Linked DNA regions of Mus musculus: region 2 is linked to region 1. Evidence: chromatin contacts called from public promoter capture Hi-C data. All regions are on one chromosome and are shown on one strand. Each heading gives the region's core, a stretch centred on a gene start, on an enhancer-like site or on the middle of the called end of the contact. The rest is flanking DNA. Distances are from core to core; before and after follow the strand shown. Region 1 holds the start of Col4a2 (collagen, type IV, alpha 2). Region 2 holds the start of Arhgef7 (Rho guanine nucleotide exchange factor (GEF7)).

The links. Promoter capture Hi-C pulls out the DNA fragments that hold promoters and counts their contacts.
Region 2: a contact with region 1 is called in a promoter capture Hi-C map of embryonic stem cells. The contact joins the promoter of Arhgef7 here to the promoter of Col4a2 in region 1. A contact is called at or near these places in 3 of 39 promoter capture datasets (embryonic stem cells, hippocampal neurons and stem cell-derived epiblast-like cells), 3 of 484 Hi-C or Micro-C datasets (all in embryonic stem cells) and 3 of 115 datasets of contacts at active chromatin or transcription factors (embryonic stem cells and extraembryonic endoderm stem cells).

What each region holds. Positions count from the first base shown.
Region 1 is chr8:11,308,563-11,315,564 of GRCm38.p6, forward strand. It overlaps Col4a2 (collagen, type IV, alpha 2), which reads left to right and starts at 4,243. Exons shown (of 48, transcript NM_009932.4): 1 at 4,243-4,552; 2 at 4,857-4,945; 3 at 5,068-5,122. The coding sequence starts at 4,902. It overlaps Col4a1 (collagen, type IV, alpha 1), which reads right to left and starts at 4,264. Exons shown (of 52, transcript NM_009931.2): 1 at 3,954-4,264. The coding sequence starts at 4,037.
Region 2 is chr8:11,723,688-11,730,689 of GRCm38.p6, forward strand. Arhgef7 (Rho guanine nucleotide exchange factor (GEF7)) reads left to right here and starts at 4,371. Exons shown (of 22, transcript NM_001372321.1): 1 at 4,371-4,729. The coding sequence starts at 4,565.

The DNA of each region.
Region 1 (7,002 bases), core at 2,993-5,492:
CCATAGACACGCCCAGTGGGACTGGGACAGGAAGCAAAGGGCAGCAGACAGCATTGCAACCCCAGGACAGAGGCCACAAGAACAATGGCCAAGAACCCAGGGTGGACCCAGGCCCCTGAGTGACAGACTGCCAAACATTAACCCCAAAGGAATCCTAGAGTTCAAACCTCAGAAGACATTCCCAATGACCCGGTTCTGATTTTGACCTTTCATTGTGTGCTGGACAATGGCAGACATGGTCCTTGGTATTGTTCTGCAGCTCACATATTTGCTGGCTGGGAAGAACAATGCCCCGAGATCCTGAGTTAGGCCCTCTATTGTTGTTCTTGCTTACTTTATCCCGGAGTTCCAAATGCCAAACCCGCTTGAGAGACACTTTAACGAGGTTAATCTGTTTCCATGTTTGGGAACAATCGCTGTTCAATTCAAGGCTGTTCAGTTGTGAACAAACATCGTACAATTCATCCTAACAGAGATTCGTGCTGGGGTCGACTCATGAGGCCCCGCCCTTATCTCCAAGGCTTGGTGGTCCTTCGTAACTCCCGGGTTCTACTGTCTGCAAAACCTTTACCAGCTCTTCACTAAATAACCCAGCTTGTTAGGCCCTCTCTCCAATCTCAGGAGTATGCCCACTGCTGTTAATGAATAATGAGGGGGTTTCGTGAGGTCCCTCCTGCCCTTGCCCAGATCCACATAGGCTTTCTGGGTCAGTTCCCACAGACACTCCTTTATCTTGAGTGGTTCATCCTTGCTTAACTTTCCAACCTCCCCCTACTCCCAGGAGCTCTCCCACCCGGAGAGAAGACGTGTCACACACTGGGTTGGGCACTCCTTATCTCTGATGGCGTAGACCTTGCCCTTTAACTCCCCTTAGGCTTTGTAAAACCAAAGGTCAAACACGCCATCAGCTAATCCCCAAGACAGCTCCAAGGAGAGATTTCAAGGTCACTGTGGAATGCAAAGATCCTTAAGATTGACAGATACTGGGAAATGTCATGCTGCATTCTGCTGCAGGGCAGTGTCATAACAGCCAGGGGCTTCTATTCTAGCCCCCACGTTTGGGGGATAACATCCTCCCAGTAGTCCCCCCAAAAGCTAGACTAAGTTCTCCTATGTCTTTGAGGTCCCTCGGTTGTGGCACTGTCTGATCCTCAGTGTCTCTAGTCAGTCCATGTCCTCAGGCCAAAACTGTGTGTTATTACTCCCTCTGACCTGCAGTGTGGCCAGCGCCTGCCTGGGACAGGACAGGAAGTGGGTGTTCCAAGCATTTGTGAAATAAAGGACGAACAAAAATCTACATATAAGGAAGGGGAAGTTGTGACTGCAAGGGAAACTGAGGCACAGGGTTCACACGCACTCTAAACATCCCTGAACACACTCATTGAGTGTACACCCAGTTTTTCAAAGCATCAGTCAGCACCTCTAGTGGAGCCCAGTCTAGCACACACACGGCTAGTGCGCAGATCTCTGGCTGATTTCAGAAGCCCTTACCCTTTCCCAGTCCTGTTCCTTGTAAAAAGAAAGAGGCCTGGGGACCCTCCTCACTAGCACCCCACTCCCAATATGCCTTGTTGGGGTGACATAGGAAGTCAGCCTTCTCATCTAGATGCAAACTCAAGGAGAGCCACCCAGACAGGCCTGGGAAGAAAGTCTTCCCTCTTCGTATGAGCTCTCTGGTCACTCACTCCCTGGAGACATGACTAATGTTCAGGAGACAGCAAGATTGCTGGGCAGGCATGGCCACACTTAGGGGAAAGTTCACATCTCAGACCCTGAAAAGCCATTTGATAAGCACCAATAGAGAGTGCCTGCCCAGTGTGTGCACGATCCTGGGCCCATCCCCAAGCAGAACTGATGATCTTCCCATCTAAATTAACAATTAGCTTAGAGGATATTTGACTTGGAAAACTCAATGGAGGCTACTTCATTGCTGTGGTACCTCTAACAGCTAGTTTTAAAAGGAGCTGGGCAAAATGTTATTGATACCATGAAAAGGACACAGATTTCTAAATGAGGGGGGATGTTGTTTTTAAACAGGTCTTCTTGCATACCTAAGGTCATATGCACATTTAGCAGGCTTGCTAATGGGGTGAATGTCTTACCAAGGTAACATCTTAGGGTACCCACGGGCCAAATCACTTAAGATAAGGCAGCTGGAGGAACAGAACAGAGCGAGCATCCAGAAATGTACTTGGTCTTACAGGACAATTAGTAGGAAATACATCAATGTCAAGCCTCAACCCTGGCTGGTTTGACTTTCCAAGTAAGATCAGGAGTTCATGTGGCTGACTCAACGGTTTAAAGTCCTGAGGGTCTGGACGTGAGATCTCACAGTTAGCTTTGCTAACACGATCGTTCAGAAAAACCTAAGTCCAAACAGTGGCTCATGCTTTTCCATCACAGTGATCCCCTTAGAAGGCCTAGGTCTTTTGGTAAATATTTTCCACCCTGGGGAATGAACCCAGGGCTATGTTCATGCTGGGTAAGCACTTTGCCCGTCAGCCTCTTTTTACTTTATTATTATTATTATTATTATTATTATTATTATTATTATTATTATTATAGCGAGAGTCTCCCTATGTTGCCTGGGCTAGCCTTGAACTCATTCTGTTGCCCAGGCTAGCCTTGAACTTGAGATCCCCCTGCTTCGGGTGTCCAAGAAGCAAGAACTACAAGACCTGCACCGCCAGCAGGTCCAGCCTATCAAGCCTGCTCTTTTGAGAAACTACCCTCAGCAAGAGAATGGGTAGTTAAAAGGCTACCTGCGGTGAAGGTGAAGACTGGAGAGGAGGGAACTCTCTGAAGTTGGTTGCTGATGTAATTAATCATCCTTCTTCAGAAAGGGAGGCAAAACCCAATTAAGAAAACCCCTAGTAACGTTACCAGTTTATTCTAGTATGTAACAGTTAATAATTTATAGCATAGTTGATCAGTATCGCTCCTGCAGGAAAGAGGTGAAATTCTTAAAAGGAAAGGAAAATGCACAATTAAGCAACGGTTTCTTTTAAAACTTGGAAGCTTCGGTGAGAAGCAAACGTCGTTTTTTAGGCATTTGAGGGGAAGGCAAACTGTGGAGAGGCCACACCTTGTGGCCTTTGGGCCTGCATGGCTGTCACAGCAGCAGCAGCAGCTGAAGTGTATTCTCTAGGGGCGAAGGCAGAAAGTCTGGCCGGGTTCCTCCAGAGCTGGAAGTCTGGCTCTTGCAAACATCTCCCAGCGCCCTCCTGGCCAAGCACAGCACCAGAGGAAACAAAAACTTAAAAAAAACAATTTGCGCAGGGAACAATGCGACGGAGTTTCGCTTTGGTTTCACACTCAAGTCTAAATGTGGTTATAATTTTCAGGCACGCACTCATAAAAGGCAAGAGTCGAGGCAGAGACTTTTAGGATGCGGAGAAGAGCCCCGCGTCTGTTCTCAAGCGTGCCGTAGGCTACACAAAAGTCGTGGGAAAGCAAAAATACAGATGTTTCCAGGCAAACGGCCCAAAGCTGTTCAGCCTCAACCATCACGGTCTCCAAACAACCAGAAACACACCCAAAGCGGTTCCCCCTGCACATGAGTGTAGGACTCTGAGTGGCGTGGGGTGTGCCTGGCCACCCTTCCAGCCCCGACCCACTCGCGCGCCCCGCCGCTGAGAGCCTTGGCGATGAGGGTTCAAATCTCACTGGCTCCTCGGTACCCTCACCCCGCCGTGGTACACGCTAAGCTTCAGTCCCTTCCTAACTCTCCCGCACCCAGTGTATAACAAAGGAGGTTCCGTAATGGATGTGCGATCGCTGCCCACAGGGACTAGGAGAGGGAGACCCGGGGGAAGAATGCACCTGGCCGTGCCACCCGCGGTACCCTCGAGGGCCAGGCGGCTTGACTGCGCCAGGCGCTGGACAAAGAGGCCTCGCGGGGCGTCAGGGGTGCAGGGAGGGAGGCTGGGGAGCGCAGCCCGCAGGGAACTCACCTTCGCAGCTGCTCGGCTGCGCTCCTCGTGGAGCAGAAGGGCGGCGAAGAGCAGCAGAAGCCAGACGCTGAGCCGGGGCCCCATGGTGGCGCGCCCGGGGCGGCAGGGGACCAGCAGAGACGGCGGGGAAATGCAGCCCAGTTCCCGTGGGCCACGGCGAGGTGCTCAGTCTCGGAGGGCCCGGGCGTGAGCCCTGCTCACCGTCCCGGGTGCGGTGACTCTGCGCAGAGACCTGAGCGCGCCGCCCGAGGAGCTCCCCAATTTGTTGGCGCTGCCCCCTCCCCTCGGCAGTGCGCGGGCGGCGTCTCCAAGGGGAGGACCCTGCGGCGCGGGTAAGAGGCGGAGGCTGCGCGCCGCTCGGGACTTGGTGTCGCAGGGAGTCCGAACGCCGGGGCTCTGCGCTCCGCACCCAGCTCCTCCCGCGCCCCGATTCCACGAGCCCCTTGGCTCGCCAATCCCGGGCAAGCACCAGCAAGGCACGCCGGGGCCGAGAGTCCGGCGCCCACGGAGCAGAGCCAGGCCGGCCTGGCCGCCGGTGTGCCACGGGCCAACGCTTCTTCAGGGGCCCATGCGCGCGGGCAGCAGCTCCTGACCCTGAGGTGAGAGCGACCCCCGGGAGGCACAGAGAGCCAGGCCCCAAGTCGCGGACCTGTAGCGCCGGAGTAGGCTGAGGCTGCGCGCTCCGTTGGATCGGAGCTGGGGGAATAGGGATCGCGCTGCATGGGCTGAGGAGCTCCAGGCAGGGCCTACGGAGAAGAATCTCCCTTTTTCTGTCTCCTGATGGGACAGAACTTTGGTCACCCCGCAAGGAAACGAGGGACATTATGCGGAGTCAGGGTGCTAAGATGACGATGCTCTCTCTGCCTGCCACCTTTGCTAACCCGCTTTGTCTCTTGCCTCCAGGTTAGGAAGGGATCGAGCCGAGTCTAGAGCTCAAAGACTGGGATCATGGACCGAGTGCGGTTCAAAGCGTCTGGCCCTCCCCTGCGAGGGTAAGTCGCCTTCTGCCTGGTCTCCTAGGTGAAGGGGACCTTGCATGCATATTTCAGGAGTTGACAAGTTGGGGCCCGCATGTTTTGGTCGCTTTCTTACCCTCCCTCCCTCTCCTGTGCAGGTGGCTGCTGCTAGCAACTGTGACAGTGGGACTCCTGGCTCAGAGCGTCTTGGGGGTAAGTACCGCTTGAACTCCACGGCGCTTGGAGTTCCGCGCCCGTGACGGGTTGGGACGCTCGCGGAGCCTCGTGGAAGACAGGCTCGTCGAGCCCACCTGAGTGTGCGTGTGCATTGTAGGTGTGTGCTACTGTGTCTGCCAGCCGCTCGTCCCGTGCAGTGCAGGAGTCGGCCCTCTCTAGGGAGCTAATAATTAAAACGTAGCCTCAGGCACCTTTTGCTGCCAAGCTTTGGCCTTAGCAGCAAGGGAAGAATGTCTATCACTAGGCCACGAGGCGCACGGACAGAGGGGGCTGGGAGCAAAGAGTTTCCAGAAACTCAGAGGTGGTGTCCAGGCACTGTGGTGGGCAGAGAGCATCTTGCTTAAATATGAGTCTCTGGGGAGGGGCGGGGCAAGGAGGAGACAGCCTCCTGCTTTAAGGTTGTTCGGGGACAAAGGGATAGAAACCGCGGTCTCTTCCAAACCTTGAGTAGGCCCTGAAGAGCCACAGACCAGAGGGAGGCCTGTGGTCCCTGGCTTCTGTGACTTGTTTACTGTACCTGTTGCTCCTTGAAAGACCAAACCAGGCCTGCCAGAACAGCCTTTGAACTGAACTGGAGAGATGCTCTGGGGCTCCCTCGCATTTTAAATGTAGCCACTCCTTATACCAGTACCAGTGTGTGTGTGTGGGGGGGGGGGTCTTCTCATAGGTAGTGCTGTTTAAAAGAAACATGAAAATTGAGAACCCTGGCCAGGTGTCCTATGTGCCCTGTTTACTTGTCTGTGGAATACCTGAGTTCCAAGTAGACACAGCTTGGGACACCAGTACACTCTGTGTCTGGAACCAACACACCTTTGGGGAAGGAGCCCTGCTTCAGCCTCCTTCCCTTCCCTCACCTAGCTGGAACCATCAGTGGTTCTCAGGCTTGCAGAAAGTGGGCACTGGTTCCACCACACAGTTGGTCTCCTGCTCTGCTGGGATGCAGAGCCCAGCATGAGGAGAAAGCGGAGCTCTGACCAGACTGGCCGCTCAGCCCTGGCCAGTCTTATAGCTTGAGTCTGTCTCCTTCCTGCCCCAGTCCTCAGTCCTGACATAAGAGCAGAACCTAAATGTTGGAACAGCCCATTACTTATGGGCCCTCATGCATGACTCCCACTTGGCCGGGATCCGTAGACCACAGCCGCACTTAAACCCACGTTCCTAGAAAGTGACACCCAGTGTGGTGACTCCCACAGTCCTGAGCCGCTGCACAGCCATCTATGTCTTTTATCCTGAGAACAAAGACCTTACCTGGCATCGTTTTGTTTTGTTTTTTCCAACTCCCAAAAGGGTTTGCTATGGAAAAGCAATTTACCCAGCTCTACCCTTGCCTCATGACACCAAGCCTCAGTTTCCACATTCCTCAGAATATTTGCAGCTTGTCCCAGAGGCCATATTCCCTTCATTTACGCTATAGCTCCCTAACCTCTCCAAATCCTTTCCCATGCCACAAACCCACCTCAGTGTCTCTGGCCCTTTACTCTTGGATGTGACGGAGAGCAGGTACTTCCCAGAAAACCACATTGCCTAGAAAGGCTTTCCAAAACTCCAGATCCCATCTCAGACAACCCAGCAGGACTTTCTGAGGCACTGCCTAGAAACCAGACACAGAAGACTTTGGGAGCCCTGATCCGCTCACAGGAGCTAAGAGACAGCGCCAGGTGTCTTCAGTGTGCTTAGTTCATTCTCTGGGCTGTAGAGTCTGAATGTTTAAATGTGTGTGAATCAGTGTGTCTGCAACCGCATGCGATTGGTGTGGTTAACAATTTGGCCCACTGGCTTTTTCACAGCTAGTGCCGGTGACGTGACTTCTTGGTGTGGGATTCTTCCTTGCGGCGAACTCTGCCCCTCCCCTCTTC
Region 2 (7,002 bases), core at 3,121-5,620, 420 kb after region 1:
CACTGTGGCGAAGGAGAGAGTCAGAGGGAAATTATAACTCCCTTTGGAAACAGTAAGAAAGGAAGTGTTCCCTTATAGAACTCGTGGGACACAGTGAGGGCTCTCTCCAGAGGGAGTGGGAGCAGAATGGGAGGGGGAAGGGGTGGAGTCTTGGAACAAGTGAGGTATCCTGGGGACTTGCAGGGGACTGAGAGTTCAGTCAGGGCAGTTACCCAGAATTCTGATTGCTGTCAGGAGCAGTGTAACACCTGGGTTTTGGACAGAGGACCTCAGAGTCTCTCTGTGTAGGTGGCACGGGCTTTACATTGCATCTTGCCCTTCCCTCCCCCTTCTTCTGGAGCTGGGGTAGGGCACACAGATGCTGTGCATGGTGGGCTTGAGGCACAGACGAGGGTCCCTGAGTTCTGGAAACAGCCTTTACAGGCTACACAGACCTGCCCAAACTTTGTCCCACACAAAGACGTGCTTTTAGATCTGTTGGCCAGCCAGAAAATTTGCCCTCAGTCCAGGAGAGGACTTAAGATCCCTGTCTTCTTAGGCAATTGCTAGTAAACATCTTTGGGGTGGGGAGAGATAGGGCCAAGCTGCTTTTGAACTCCTGATCTTCTTGCCTCTTCCTCCCAATAAATAGTGGGATTACAGGCTCATGTTCAGGTACAACATACTTTTGGTAGGCAGGTCAGGAGCAAAAGCTGTGATGTCACCGATGGGATGCCCATATGTGTGAGCGAGCGTCCTGCAGCAGACATGGAGAGACAAAGGAAGGCAAGCTGGAGCTGGGACTCATTAGGTAAAGTTTTTGCTTAGCATGCACAAAGCCCTGGGTTCAATTCTCAGCTCCGCATAGAACAGAATGGTGGCACACACCTGTCATTCCAGCACTGGAAAAGCAGAGGCAGGGGGATAACTTCATGATTGTTTTCTAGGGCAGCCTGGGCTCCATGAGACCCTGTCTCAGTGAATGAATGAATGAATGAATGAATGAACTTGGGGGATGGTGGTGGTGCTTGCCTATGGAGTAAGTTCTAGGACAGCCAGGACTACACAGAGAAACCCTGTCTCAAAAAACAAATAGAGGGATTGGAGAGATGGCTCAGTGGTTAAGAGCACCTATTGCTTTTCCAGAGGTCCTGAGTTCAATTCCCAGCAACCACACGGTGGCTCACAACCATCTGTAATGGGATCTGATGCCCTCTTTCTGGTGTGCATTCATAAATAAAATTTAAAAATGAAAAAACAAACAAACAGACAAAAAAGATGAAAGCAAGAGGGAATAGGAACAGCCACAATGATGAATCCCTCAGATTCCATGAATCCAGGATGCACTTCTGCAGCTCAGGATGCTGAAATGAGGGAGCATCAGGAGTAGGTAGCTTCTCACCTTGATCTCTCTGTTGGAATCATAACCCAAGGGCCTCATGGAGACTCTCCAGAGACTGGCCCTGAGTCACAAACGGTGATGGTTGGATTCCCGAAGGAGCCACCCTTCTGAAGGATTCCACATCAGCGCCTGTAGAGCCAGACACATATCAGAGTGTCCTTGGGCACCATCACCTTCTGACCGATGGTGGGAAGCTCCGTCCCTTCCCCCAGTGAGATGTACCTGAGGTGGGGTGCTGGGGGCAACTCAGACGATCTGATTTGGGGTTGGTATGCCCCAACAAGCATGTCCAAGCCGTAACTCCCAGTACCCATACGTGGGTCTTTATTTGGAAGCAGGGTCTCTATATGTCATCAAGATGGAGTTATCCTGGGTCAGAGAGGGTAGTTTCCCCTGTGACTGGCATCTTCCAAGGACAGGGATGTTTAGACCTAGGCATAGAAAGGACGCACATGCCATGAGAAGTCAGGATGGAGATTGGGGAGTTAATGTGTGAGCCAAGGAAGGATGTCCAAAGACGAGTGGCCCCTGCAGAGACAAGAGGGGACCTTGACAAATCCCCACACACACCTCTATGAGGGACCAGCCATTCAGATGCTCAATGATTTCAGCCTCTGAACTATAATACAACTTATTCCTGCTGTTTTGAGCTACTTTATTTCTTGAAGATGATGGCAATCTCAAGAAATAATCCAGGACCTAGTGGGGGTACACCAATGCCCAGGGGGTGATCGACGGGTAAGGAGCAAAAGCTATGCTATGACTGATGACTGCTTATCACTGCAGCCATATCCAACCTTCCCATGTCCTTGTTTAGCCAGCATTGACACTATGAATCTGGACTGAGGCAGGTATGTTGGAGGGGACCCTAGGAAGTAGCCACACAAGAAAGGAGCCTGAAGGAAGCCACATCTCTCATCAGCGGAGACCATGCTGGCACATGTACTGCGTTAGGGTTCTCCAAAGAAATGAAGCCACAGAATATCACACAGCAGTAAAGGGTACATTCTTAGGTGTCCAAGTGTATTAGCTAACATCTATTAATCCAGCAATTACCACCTGTCTGTCAATCATCTATTATCCATCGATATCAGCCAATCAGCTGCTTGTTTAAGGAGAGATCCATCACAGGGTACTGGCTCAGGTATGTAGGGAAGATGGCTAATCCACTTCTCCAGGAGGCTCAGGCTGGAGTGAGGGCTTCTGACATTCCAGTTGGTGTTTCTCTACCCATGGGGAGAAGGGCATTTCCTCTCCTCAGTCTTGTAGCAGGGATTTAGAAAATGCCAAGGAAATTTGACCAAGGGTTCACCTTGGACACCAGAAGTGCTCAGCGAAGCTCCTCAATGACACAGTTGTGAGCAGGGCTACTTTCTAGGATCTCCTCCAAATAATGATTCGAAATTAGCGTGTACTGGGGTTAAAAGAAGGTGATCTGTAAGGTTATCATTTAGCAGCTCAGGGGCTTTTTTTCCAGAATGAACGGGTGTAGTCAATGGTCCAGTCTGACCGTTGGTTCCCAACTTCCTCTGTCTATTAAGTCGGCCTCTGCCTGGCTTCCTTAGGGCCACTTGACAGTCAATATATGTAGCTATCTTTGTGTACTGCGTGATAAGGCCAGACCTAGTCTAACAGGATTTAAAAATAGTAACGAGTAAATTTTTCAATTCAGCACTAGGGAAAGCTTCTTCCGGGTTGAGCAGCTTTGGTCGATAGACTCGGGCGTCGGTGATCAGTTTTGCATTGCCACTCTCTGGACCTCCACAGGGAAGCAAGATGGGAAACTGGCTGATGTGGGGCTCCTAGGGCAGGGTACCTCTCATATGTAACCAGGAAAATGGACAAAAAGTGAGGCTTGGGTCTGTCGGTGGTAAAGACACCGTAATTGCAGCAGTGGTTGGTTAGGGCTGGCTAGCGCTGCTCTGAAGGCAGCTGCCACCACAGAGAAGCTGGCCCTCAACAAACTTCACACTATTTTAATGCTTTGTTTGTGTCTGGAACAGAAATGTAGTCATTTAGCCAGAAGATGCTATTAAACGCAATCGATGGTGGTGATGGAAGCACCTGGAGAATGCAGAGAAGAGAGTCGAACCTGTGATCATTTTTTTGTTTTGTTTTTGTTTTTTGTTTTTAATTGACAGCATCGCATGGCTTCTAGCCTTGAGCAGTTACTGGATGAACGTGCGTGCCTGGCCCAGGGGAAAGGTCTCCTGGGACACTGCAAGCTTTATTTTAAACTGTCGAGGAGTGCCAGCCAGCAGGGAAAGCATAGGACCAGTGGCGGGAGTAAGTGGAAATATGTGTCGATTGACGGTGAGCCCTCACCTACTCCCCCCTTCCCCCAAGGCTCCTGTCACACATCCTTTGCGCTGGAAGAGGACGCCCAAGTTCTGGGCCTAAGCGTGGACAGCACGCTTTCCAGCGGACACCCACCCGAGGTTGCGATGTGCTCTTGATCGCTGGACACGTCACCGTCAATTTCACAAGGAGTCATGCAAGGCTTCTGGCTACTAAGGTCGTCCGCGCCCGCCGCCCCCCATCTCCGCTCCCGCCCCCCGCCTCCAGTGGCCTTGCAGCCAGCCGCTTAGCATCGCGCCCGCGTTCCCGACGCTCGTTCCTGCCCGAGTGAGACCCATCTGGTCACAGATCTAACGAGCATGTGCGTGCCATCCCCGCCGGCTGGCGAGGTGGCGAAGAGACGCCCGCGCCCCGCAGTCGGCGGGCTAGCTCAAGAGAGCATTCTGGGAAGCGCTTACTAATCGCGCGCCGCCCTACCCACAAAGGCGCGCAGCCCCGGGGCGCGCGGGCGGCGCAGGTGAGCGGGGGGCGCGCCAGCTGTCGTGCGCCGGGGCTGGCGCGGGGTGCGCGCGGGCGGCCGCCGCGTCTTTCTTCTCCGGTGATGTCATCGGGCGACGGCGGCCGCGGCCGGGGGGCGGCGGCGGGGGCGGTGCCGGGCGCCCGCAGGTTCCTGCGCCGCTAATGAAAAGGCACTTGACAGCGGGCCAGGGCGCGCGCGAGCCCGCGGAGCGGAGCGGGACCTGCTGGGCCGGCCGGGCCAATCGCCGGCGCGCGGCCGCCCATGGGCGCGGAGGCGGCGGGGGCGCGGGTGGCCGCGGCCCGGGCCGCTCCGAGGTGATCGCGCGCGGCGCCCCCTCTGTGCGCGCAGCCCGAGCCGCCGCAGCGATGAATTCTGCCGAGCAGACCGTTACGTGGCTCATCACCCTGGGCGTGCTGGAGTCGCCCAAGAAAACCATCTCGGACCCTGAGGTCTTCTTGCAGGCGTCGCTCAAGGACGGGGTGGTCCTATGCCGGCTGCTGGAGCGCCTGCTGCCCGGGACCATCGAGAAAGTAAGTGGCCATGGCACGGTCTTCGGGTGGGTCCCCGGCCCGGGCGGGCGGCGGGCGGCGGGGCGCGCGGGAGCACCTGGCGCGCGCCGGCTCGGGGCCCGCGCGCCCTCCTTTGTGCGCGGACCCGGCGGCGCGCAAGGCGCGGGGACCGGCGGCGGGAGTTCGGGGCGCCATTGTGTGCGGGGCGCCGGGAAGGGGACCCGCCCTGAGAGCACAGACAGCGGAGGGGGCCGCGGTGACGCTCGGGGCCGGCTCGGGGTCACGAGAAGGAGAGTTGGCTGTGCCGGCGGCGGTGGGGTTCTGCTCCACCCTAACGTGAAGTTGGGAGGTCGGCTTCGCCCCTCGCCGACACCGATCGGAAAACCTCGTCTCTGTGCCGCGCAGCTTTCTGCGATGGCTTTGTTTGAACGGTTTCGTCGCTGCCTTTGCAGTCTGACTCTTGCGTTGAATGGACCGGTGGCTGGGCATGTTTAAAGGATGCATCAAAAGCCAAGGGAGGGCCGAGCTGTGAAATGACTTACTGCCTTCCCCATCAAGGGATTCTTCACTCAGCCAAGCCTGCAGAACAGCGCACACAGGGTGCTGAAGCCCGATTTCTTTGGGGATGGGTCAGAATTTTTATCCTCACTGCCTGCTAGATTTGGAGCTGTCTGCCTGCTGCTGCTGGCTGCTGGCTCCCTGGCTCTGCAGTGTGAACCTTGACCACCGCTCTGGGTGACCAAAGTTTGTTTTCGTTTGTAAGCTCACAGAGCGGGCCGGGTCAGGGGTTGGGAGCACTTCTAAGAACAACCATGTTTTATAGGTCAAAAAATAATAAAGTCCTGTGTTCAAGATTATGCCAATACACAGTTTACAAGAAAACTTAAGATCCTTAGTAATTTAAAAGGTGTTAAGTACAGAAATGGAAGTGTCCCATAATTAGGAAGAAGTAACACTTCTTAATGGAGTACACACACACACACACACACACACACACACACATGCACATACACACAGACAGGCCCTAGGCAGGACACTCTGTTAATGCATATTAAGTGACCTGAAAAAGCAGAAATTCTAATTGTATTCATAAATTGGCATGCTGCAGTGTCAGAAAACATTTACCATGAGTTCCACATGCGTACCACAGGTTTTAGGTGTTTTCTTGAACATTGTATTGAAAACGACATGCATCTTAGAAGGACTAACTGATGTGGGAAACACTGTTTATAAGTGGGGCAGATCAATAAAGTTACAATTTTAAGATGCAACGACTGAAGAGAGCAGGGTGTGACTTGCCAGACACTGAGAAAACCCGGCTGTCCCCTGGCCATTGGTGATAATAAAAGACAGACGTCTGAGTGAGACACATGCTAAGGTTCTTAAAGATAACCCTGTTCTGTTTCTGAGGCAAAGCTGTAAAAAGATTCCTGTGCTATGTCAATGGACATGTTCCCATCCATGAACACGTCACGTGACATGTTTGCAGCGTTGATGTGGTCAGGCAAACTTCAAAAATTCATATTCTATTTTAAATTCTAGAAAGATCCCGTGAGGAAGTTGCAGCGCCTCTTTCATCTCTGACACAACACAGAGAGAGATGAATAAAAAGGGCTAGCCTCTGGCAGCTAGATTGGTCTCAAACATTCTGAAACTACAGTCGAGTGGAAATCTCTTGGGTCGGTGTTGTTTTAACTCTCTTTTTGAAGGCTGATGACCCTGTACAGATAGTCCCTGGCTCTTGAGTGAGGGGTATTTGTGGGGAGTAAACCATCAGCCACTGTCTGAAATTCTGGATTCCACGAGTTTGCATCTGCCATGAAGTCATCCGCACTTGGCAATGAATGCCTGCATGGAATCACATTTGTCTTGAAGCACATGTGTGGGGCAGCTTTTGCTTCCGTGCTGGAATGCCAGAGGGAGACCCTCTCTCCTTAAAAAGGAAATGCCTGGAAACAGAGCTGAACTTATGTGCGGCACGTGAAGGGTCTTAGCTGGACCCATTGCTACGTGGGCATGCTGACACTGGAGGGTTGTGAGCAGCGTAGGACTTCCCTTTCTCAAGTTCATGAGTTTAAAATGGAGTCCAGGCCTGGGAATGAGTGCCGAAGGAAGGCTTCCCATGTGTCTTTTATTAAGAGCACGTCCTGTTGTGTTTCACAACTGGGTTGGCTAGCGGGGACGGGACATTCCTTGAGCTCCAGCTCAGGCAAAGAAAATGGTGGGTTAGGGTCCCTTTCCTGAAGCCTCTGTGTTTACTTCTCTTTGGAGGCGAGAGGAGTGAGCTACAGACT